Linked DNA regions of Hordeum vulgare: region 2 is linked to region 1. Evidence: chromatin contacts called from public Hi-C data. All regions are on one chromosome and are shown on one strand. Each heading gives the region's core, a stretch centred on a gene start, on an enhancer-like site or on the middle of the called end of the contact. The rest is flanking DNA. Distances are from core to core; before and after follow the strand shown. Region 1 has its middle 100 kb from the start of LOC123427482. Region 2 holds the start of LOC123427482 (WD repeat-containing protein 44-like).

Evidence for each region. Hi-C and Micro-C count contacts between places; a contact is called where the count stands out from the background.
Region 2: a Hi-C map of leaf shows a contact between it and region 1, with 8 times the contacts expected there. The contact joins the promoter of LOC123427482 here to the enhancer-like site in region 1. A contact is called at or near these places in 3 of 6 Hi-C or Micro-C datasets (leaf and seedling).

Annotation. Positions count from the first base shown.
Region 1 is chr2H:587,463,190-587,467,242 of MorexV3_pseudomolecules_assembly, reverse strand. No RefSeq gene overlaps it. Among protein-coding and RNA genes, the nearest start is that of LOC123427482, 100 kb to the left of the region's middle. Within about 2 kb of position 1,767, at least 1 of the 3 cell types and tissues checked has open chromatin away from gene starts, as enhancers often do. A contact at or near this core is called in leaf, where this site is marked.
Region 2 is chr2H:587,566,338-587,570,780 of MorexV3_pseudomolecules_assembly, reverse strand. It overlaps LOC123427482 (WD repeat-containing protein 44-like), which reads right to left and starts at 2,671. Exons shown (of 7, transcript XM_045111540.1): 1 at 2,525-2,671; 2 at 831-1,926; 3 at 655-745; 4 at 407-564; 5 at 184-312; 6 at 1-88. The coding sequence starts at 1,892.

The sequences.
Region 1 (4,053 bases), core at 518-3,017:
CCATGAATTTTTCTTCAAATTCGTTAACAATTGATGAAACATTTTTCAATCCGCGACAACTTGAGCCAGTCTAACAAATGCCCCCGTCGATGTCGTCCCCTAGTTGGGCCAAGGCCTAAGCTTATTTTTCTTTTACATTTATTCATTTTTCTTTTCTATTTTTGTTAATTCATATCTCCCCTTTATAATTTAGTTATTATTTTTAAGCATTGCAAAAATTAAAATACTGTTTGTAGTAAAATGTTCTTTCTTTCAAATATTATTTACACTTGTAAAACGTAGACTAGAATTTCATTTTCTTCTATATTCAATTTTTTCTTCACAAATATAAGAAATGTTTTTGTTGTAGAAAAGCTTAATATTATTTATAAAACTATGTAGGGTGGAATTTGTGTTCAATATCAATTATTTTGAATTTATTAAGTGTTTTGACAAAAGTTTTCAAGTTTATAAAATTTTCATCATAATTTTAAATTACAAAATTGTTTACAATTTATTCCAAAATTGTTTAATTTTTTTTTTTAAATCATGATAGTTTTTTGAATTTTTGAACAATTATTCTAAAATACTAAATATTTTCCATATCTGAATATGTTTTTTCAAAAATGTTGAGAATTTATTCAATTTATGAATATTTATTGATTTTTTGAATTTTTTCAATTTAGAAACATTTTTAAAAATTCATGCACATCTTTTGAATAAGCAAAAGTATCATTCTTCCCAACTATCAATTTATTTAATTTTAGGAACTTATTTGAAATCCCAGACTATTAAAATTAGAAAAGTTAACGAAACGCAAAAGGAAAAAAGGAAACATAAGGTAAGTAAAAAAATAGGGCGCCTTTACATGTGCCTTGGTCGAAATGGCGTGCTAGCAAGCGTGGGGGTGCGATGTGCGTCTCCTCCTAATACGGCATCTCCTTTTTGGCACGTATGTAGCTCGTTGGGAGGTCCTATTCGACATATTGCACCCTTGGAGGAGACGCATCGCGCACATTTGTTGTGTTCCATTGACGGGCCTTCTATTTTTCCAATTTTGAACTTTTCATTTTCTTTTTTCTTTTTGGGATCTCTTTTCTATTCTAATTTTTATTACAAAAAAGTCACAAAATTTATTAAATGTGTGTATGGTATGCGCAATCAAGCATAAAATGTTCATATATTCCATAAAATCTTGAGGATTTACTTAAAAATCCCGTATGCAACAAGTGTTTATGATTTTCAAAACAGTTTAGGAAATCAGATATAGCTCACGTTTTTTGTGTATTCAATAAATTTTATGAAATTTAAAAATGATCACAAATTAAAATTTTGTCATGAATTTTTAAATGATGTGGTAATTTTAAGAATGTATATGTAATAAAAAAAAGTTCATCGGGCCAAAAATGTTTGTTGATTGAAGAGACTTGTCAAACCGTGAACAGTTTTTCAAAATCACGAACCTTTTTGGAAGATAGATCTTCTGAAAGGGTTCATTACGTTTAAAGAAAAATCACGGTTGAGGAATAATTATAACAAATTTGAAAACAAGATAAAAAGGAATGACAATATAATGAAGGGGAGAAAAAAAGAAAAAAACTGAAGAGAAAGAAACAGAAAAAAGAAAAAAGAAAAAACACCGGAAAGGAAAAGCATGGAATAAAAAAAAATAGTGGTTAACAATTCCCAACGGGCCAGCCCAAAAGAAATCCGAACGCTGTAGGTGGTACGCGCTAGGTCACTAACGAGCGACACATAATCATATTTGGCGTGTATGTCCCCTAATATAAATCTCGCTCCTACCCACCGAATGCATCCACGCCTTTTTGGACCATTCTTTTTAGGGATTTCTATCGAGGGATGCTATTTCGTGCTCGCGCGTTGAAACGCTCGGTTTCCGACACGACGGGGTTTCCATTCTAAGCTAACTTAGCATGACACGAGATCTTTTTTACGACGGCCCCACCCACCCCACGTGTTGAAATCAGGGGACAGAAAACATGGTACGAGGATGCGGGCCCATTGGTGAAACTCACGGGAGGGAAGAAATTATGATAGTACATGCATGGCCCTGCATCCGACATGGATAACTTTTCACGGCGCTTTGCTTATAGGAATCGGGCGTTGCGACACGTGAGCGTGAAAAAGTGATTTCGATTTCTACCCACCAGTTTTCGAAATGTTCTACAATATTCCCAAAGCCGGTTTATACATTTCCCTTTTTTCATTTAAGTATTTCCTTTTTGTTTATTTACCGTTTTGTTTTTCTTCATTTTTCCTTATTTTTTCATTTTATTTTTGTTTCTTGCGGAAGTCATTGATATTTTTGTACCCATTGTCTAATATTGTGAAAAAAAATGAAAATCATGAACTTTTTAAAAAGTTGTGAATATTTTGTTGAAAACAAGAATATTTTCCAAATTCATCAATATTTTATAATACCATGACCGTATTTTGAATACATGAATATTTTCTTCGATACATATTTTTTTACAATGATTTAAACATTTTTTAAAACCATGAACATTGTTGTTAAATCAATTTTTTTAGCAATTGCTGATTTTTTTAGGAAATTGGTGGACCATACACTGTAATTTACGAACCTGTTTTATACTCATGATCGTTTTTTGAATACATGATTTGTTTTCAATTGGCAAACATTTTGAAAAAGTTCAGTGTGCATTCGAGAAGTTTTCAACATATATTCAGATTAAATTTTCGACATGTATATGAAAGTTTAGTATACACATTGAACAAATTTAATCATTCGGCATCTATTTGAAAAATGTCCATGAATTTGGTAAAAAGCTCGCAAATTTGATTTTTTTTCTCCATAAGTTCAACAAATATCCAAAATTTGAAAACATGTTCATGATTTCAAAGAGAATATGCGTTGATTTGAGTAATGTTCATAATTTCAAAAAAAATTGAAAAATGTTTGCAAAAATTAAAAAGGTAGATGAAACTAAATAATAATAGGAAAAGAATTGAAACCAAAAATGAAAATCAAACTTATCAAAGAAATAGGTAGACATGCCGAGTGTCCTGCTAATCAAACCGGTGACCTCATGCTTTGAGGTTTGATGTACCTAATTTACGTTTGTGATTTTTGTTCTTCTAAATCTATGTACTTTTTCCAAAATTGATGTTTGTTTGTCAAACTTGACGATTTTTTTACTATTAAATACGAGAACGTTTTTCCAAATCAATTGATGTTTCCAAAAATGTTTTGTTTCCAGAATTGATGATTTTTTTAAAAACAATTAAATATTCTGAAAATTGTGATTTTTTAAATCTATGAAATCTTTTTCAAATACATGAACTTGTTAAAGAGTTTTTCAAAATTGATTACTCTTTTTGAAAAAAATTAACTTTCCAAAATCGATGAACTCTTTTTCTAAATTGATGTATTTTTTTCAAAATCATCAAAAAAATTAAGGTTTTTTTCCAAACCATGAACATTGTTTTCCAGATTCTTGTTTTTAAATAAATTATTTGTTTTTTCAATTTTTTTTTCAAATTGATGATTCCCCCCTCCAAATTCATGATTGATTTTTCAAATGTAAGCACGTTTTCGAAATTATTATTTTATTTTCTAAAAAATGAACATATTTTTGTAAAAATTATCAGTCAAATAGCCTAATGAGTAGCCCACTGTCATGGTCAACAACCAACTAGTGACCTGGGATCGGGGAGCTCCTACCCGCCGCTAGTTGCGGCTCGTTTTTTCTTTTCTTTTCGAATTTATACCAAAAAAACATTTTCTTGAATTGAAAGAACAAATTTTGAATTCCATTATATTTTCTTAATTTATGAACAAAGTTTGATAAAGAACATTTTTTTGAAATTTCAACATTTTTTAAAAGCAAGAATATTTTTTGGAAATTAAGAACAACTTTTAAACGCAAACTTGGTTTCTAAAACAAACTGTTGATATTCTGGAAATTTCTTAAAAATTACAGACATTTCCTTGAAATACCAAACATTTTTTGTAATAGCAAACATTTTTTGAAACACCTGAACATTTTATAAAGTTATAAATGTTTGTGCAAAACGGTAAATATTTGAAATCTA
Region 2 (4,443 bases), core at 1,422-3,921, 100 kb before region 1:
AATTCTGAATCACATTGGTTCCATCCAGCATTCTGATCTTGGAGTCAGCAGATGTTACCATCAGTTTACTTGGGTTGTTTGGACAGAACTGCCATAGAAATGGAAAAGCAATAGTAAGAAACATTCTTGATGAAAAAGGGCTGGTGAAGGTATCACAGTCATCTTTTTCTTGTAGATGTTTACCTGAAAACTTGTGATTCTCTTCAAAGAGGATTTTTTGCCACTGAGTGCGATCTGTGTTTCCAACCGCAGCAGGTCGTCCGATGCGTCATAAAAGCGACAATTTCCAGTAATCGTTCCAACCACTACACCCTGCAGAAAACCAAAGGAAAATTGGAGATTAATCTCCAAACTATCGACATACAGATTTATCAGAATGACTACGATGGTGCACTAGAAATTATACCTTTCCATCAGGTCGGTAACAGACCGCTGTAACTATGTCTCTAACATCTGCCCAGTCCACAACGCTGCATTTAGTTATGTCCCATACACGAACTTTGCCGTCAATGGATCCCGTGATGAAGCAATTGTCGTCCGTCGGATTAAAATGGACACAAGTCACTGCAAAAATGTGGAGAGCAATCTGTCAGCTTCAACCCATGGCTAAAGGCATAGATTTTGAAGGAGATGAAATATGAATCATAAGCCTACCAAAATTGTTATGCGGGAAAACTCTGATGCAGTTTGCACATCCAATTTCCCACAGGCGGACAGTTTTGTCTGTTGAAGCTGACAACAGATGCTGCAAGGTATCAAATTTTAATCATCACAGATAAACAGGTATATATAGGAGAAACAAAGAACAGTAACACATTTCTTCAACTGACCTTGTTGTTTGACCAGGACAGATCCAATACATCAGCAGAATGCCCATAGAACTCATGCAATGGCTCCTCTGAAATCTGGAAAACCATTGTTGGAATCACGATGCAGGCAGACTCTCCAGTTTTCTTCATACCCATGCTCTTGGATTTGCGCAGCTTCTCATTGTCGATGCTCACGGGCGCTAACCCATACTTGCGTCGTGCTTTGAGGTAGACACAAGAGGGGTCATCCAGAGGAATTTTGCATTCATCGGACTGCGAAACACCCCAAATCCGGACCACTCCGTCTTCGCCGCCGCTTGCGAGGAACTGCCCATCAGGACTGAACTTCATCGTCAAGATGGCACCTTCGTGAGCCTTGATCACCTGGCCTTGGTACACAGCAGACAATTCCTTGGACCGCTTCCGGTAGGATCGGACCTTAACTCTCTCATACCTTCCACCATGAATCTGCTCGCTGTCAGAGGAGCTGGTGCTAGGTTCATCCGCCCCATGATCCACAGCACAGACCGCCACGCCCAGCCTCTCCAGCCATCCGCTTCTCCTCCTCTCAACTGTCCTCGGAGCACCGGAAGGCTTGCCATTTCGGCTCATAAGCCTCCGGATAAACGAGAACGAACTGGAGCTCCGGCTGACCTTGCTGCCATCATCCTTGCTGGATCCACCGACGGAATTGTCGTCGGACGCGCCGCCCTCGTCGTAGCTGGTTGTCTCCTCCGTGGACCAACTCGACATGGAGCAGTCGTTGTCCTCCGAGTGCGACGACAACCTCCCAGACTCCGGCACGGCCTCCTCCTCGTGCTTCTTCTCCACCTCGCCCGCGGCAGTCACGGGATCCGCCTGCCTGGGGCTCGGGCCACACTCGAGGCCCATGCTTCTGAAGAAGCGCTCCTTCCTGTCTCGCACGCTGTCGAGGCCGCCCGATGACCACGGCAATGCCGGAGCCGGGCTGGGCGCCGGCCACGGCAGCAGTTCCTGGCACGTGTCGAAGAAGGCCTCCTCCTCCGCCTCCATCCTGCCGCTACCAGAGGCCTCCTCTGCCCGTACTAATTGGCACGACTCCATGGATGGATCGCTGTTGCTGGGGCAGGCACGAGGGCTGCAAGAATACAGTTGCAGATAAGAAACAGTGGGGAAACAAACAATCACATCTCAGAGCGCCGCGCGGACACGCGCTTATATAACAAACAGTGGAGAGTAGAGGGAGGGGGGGAGTAAAGCGGCCGGTGTGCGCTGAATTGCCTCGGCGGCAACCGGGGACGAGAAAGAGAGCGCGGACGGACGGACGGGCGCGAGAGGGGAGACGAGGAAGATTATTTTTTTACCGGCGCGATTAATCATCATCATCATCAGAGCTAATAAAGAAAATTAGAGCACCAAATCCCAAGTATTCAACTCCCCCGTATCTCCCATGAAATCCCGGGCCTCGCGTGGCCAAATCGCGCCCGAGCAATGCATCTGGCCGCGGCGACGCCAAGTTAACAACCAGCCAGCCGCTCGCCCATTGTTAAAGCGGAGAGCCGGGCGAGGAAGGCGAGCGCTGCGCGAACGAACCAGAAACAAGAAGCCTTTTTTTTTTCTTCCTTTCCTCTTGATTGATGAAGGAACGGGCGGTGAGACGAATTGGGCGACACATATCTCGAAAGGATTTTGCCGAGGGGAGGGGAATAGAAAAACTCGCGGGAGGGGAAGCGCACCTGGGCCGAACGAAGGGGAGGCGGAACTGGCGCGCGGGAATTGCAGGCCGAGGAAGGGAGGGAGGGAGGAAGGAAGGTATCGGCCGGTTAGCAGCGGCGGCGAGGCGCGTGTTCTTGGGTGGTGGTGGTCGCCGGCGCGAGGCGCGTGTTCTTGGGTGGTGGTGGTCGCCGGGCGCGGGAGCGGCGCCGGCGCCGGCAGCATGGCGCAAACGGGGACGGATGGATGGAGGATTGAAATGGAATGGAATCGACGGGGCGGCGGAAAGATTGAAGAGAAAAGGGGGTTGGGCGAATCGGAGATGGGAGCGATTTATTAGGACGTGGAGGGAGGGAGGCGATGGGGTCCCGTCCCCGGCCCCGGCCCCGGCCTGTCCTCCGTCCCCATCACCATCGCCAGATTTGGAACCAGCACGCCAAAAAAATAATACTTCCTGCTATGAAGAATTTATTATATTTATTTATTCAGAGTTTCGTTAACCCCGGTAACCCCCCACTGCACACAGAGGATCTTCACCATGACTCCAGGAGGAGAACCAAGACTCGGAGCAGCATCATTTCTATCGCGTCGAAAATAATATTATTAGCAGCATGGCATCGTATTCAGAATTTCAGATACTACATACACGATTAGCAGCATCAATTGCGGTGTCGGTGTTGCGAATTTGCTTTTGCCCGCTGACTTGTTGGGTTTTTCGGTGGTTCCCTATCTACTATCAATCTGTCTATCTATCTATCTATCTGAGTGTAGTGTCTGGACGTTTCTGGCGCAGCGCCACTGGTCAAGCGCTCGCGCTAATAGTAGTAATACTACTACTGATGCTAGTACCGCCGGCTTCTTTTTCTCCTTTTTCCTTTTCTTTTCGACGTCCTTGCTTCGTTTTTGCTTGACGTTTTTCGGATAAAATGAAAGTGGGGGTGGGTACAGTACTGGCGGCGTCTGCGTGAGCCATTAATCGTCTACTGCTCGTAGGCCTGGGTCTATGGTATAGGGCCTTGCCGCTACCTCTGCGTAGTGGTGGTAGTACTGCGAACGGCTGTTGCATCACGCCGATTTGCTCGTGTAACCCTTGCCTGACGCGGATCTTTTCCTTGTTGCGTTGCTCCGGCGGGACTGATGTGCGTGGAGACTACTTCGTGCATCGCACTGTCAGGGCTCGGGAGTGTGTAAAACTTCTTTTTCACCGCCGGAAATCTTCTGTAATTATTAAACGGCAACGGCTTGTTTGGCCTTTTCTTTTCCTAAGAAGCCCTCCAATGTATTGTGAGGCAGCGTACAAATATTTTTACACAGTTAAGGAAGAAGTCCCTTTTAGTCCCATTAAAAAGAAACAATAGGGACTTTTAGGGACTAAAATGGAATAATTGGGACTAAAGAAAGAAGTCCCTATGGGAGGGACTTTTTAGGACTTTTTTGACACTGTTTCCAACAATGCCCCTACTTTTAGCATGTCATTTAATAACTACTAGTATATTACTAGGGATAACATGGTCTTTTTGCATGTCATTTAATGACCTATAGTCCATGTTTAGTCCTTGAAAATAAACGGGTAGGGACTAGAGACTTTTTAGTTGAGACTAAAAAAAGTCCTATGACTTTTTAAAGAAACAGGGCCTAAGAAAGGGTGCAAGCGGGTTCATAGACCATCTAATAACGACTAGAAATATTTTTACAGAGTTAACAAGTATGGGTTTCCATGCCCTCATGGTGGAGAAAGCCTTGGCTGTTCGTTCTCATGTCGGCCTTTCTCGGGACAATAACATGACTATTGTTGTGTCAAACACATCCAACTCCTTCACCGAGTAGATCCGCCTTGACCCCTATGTTGTGTTTGAACACTATTGCTACGAGAAAGAGGACAAGGGCAAGGGAAAGGGTGGCCGTCAGTGAACTTTCCATATCTACAATCCTACTCTAGTTA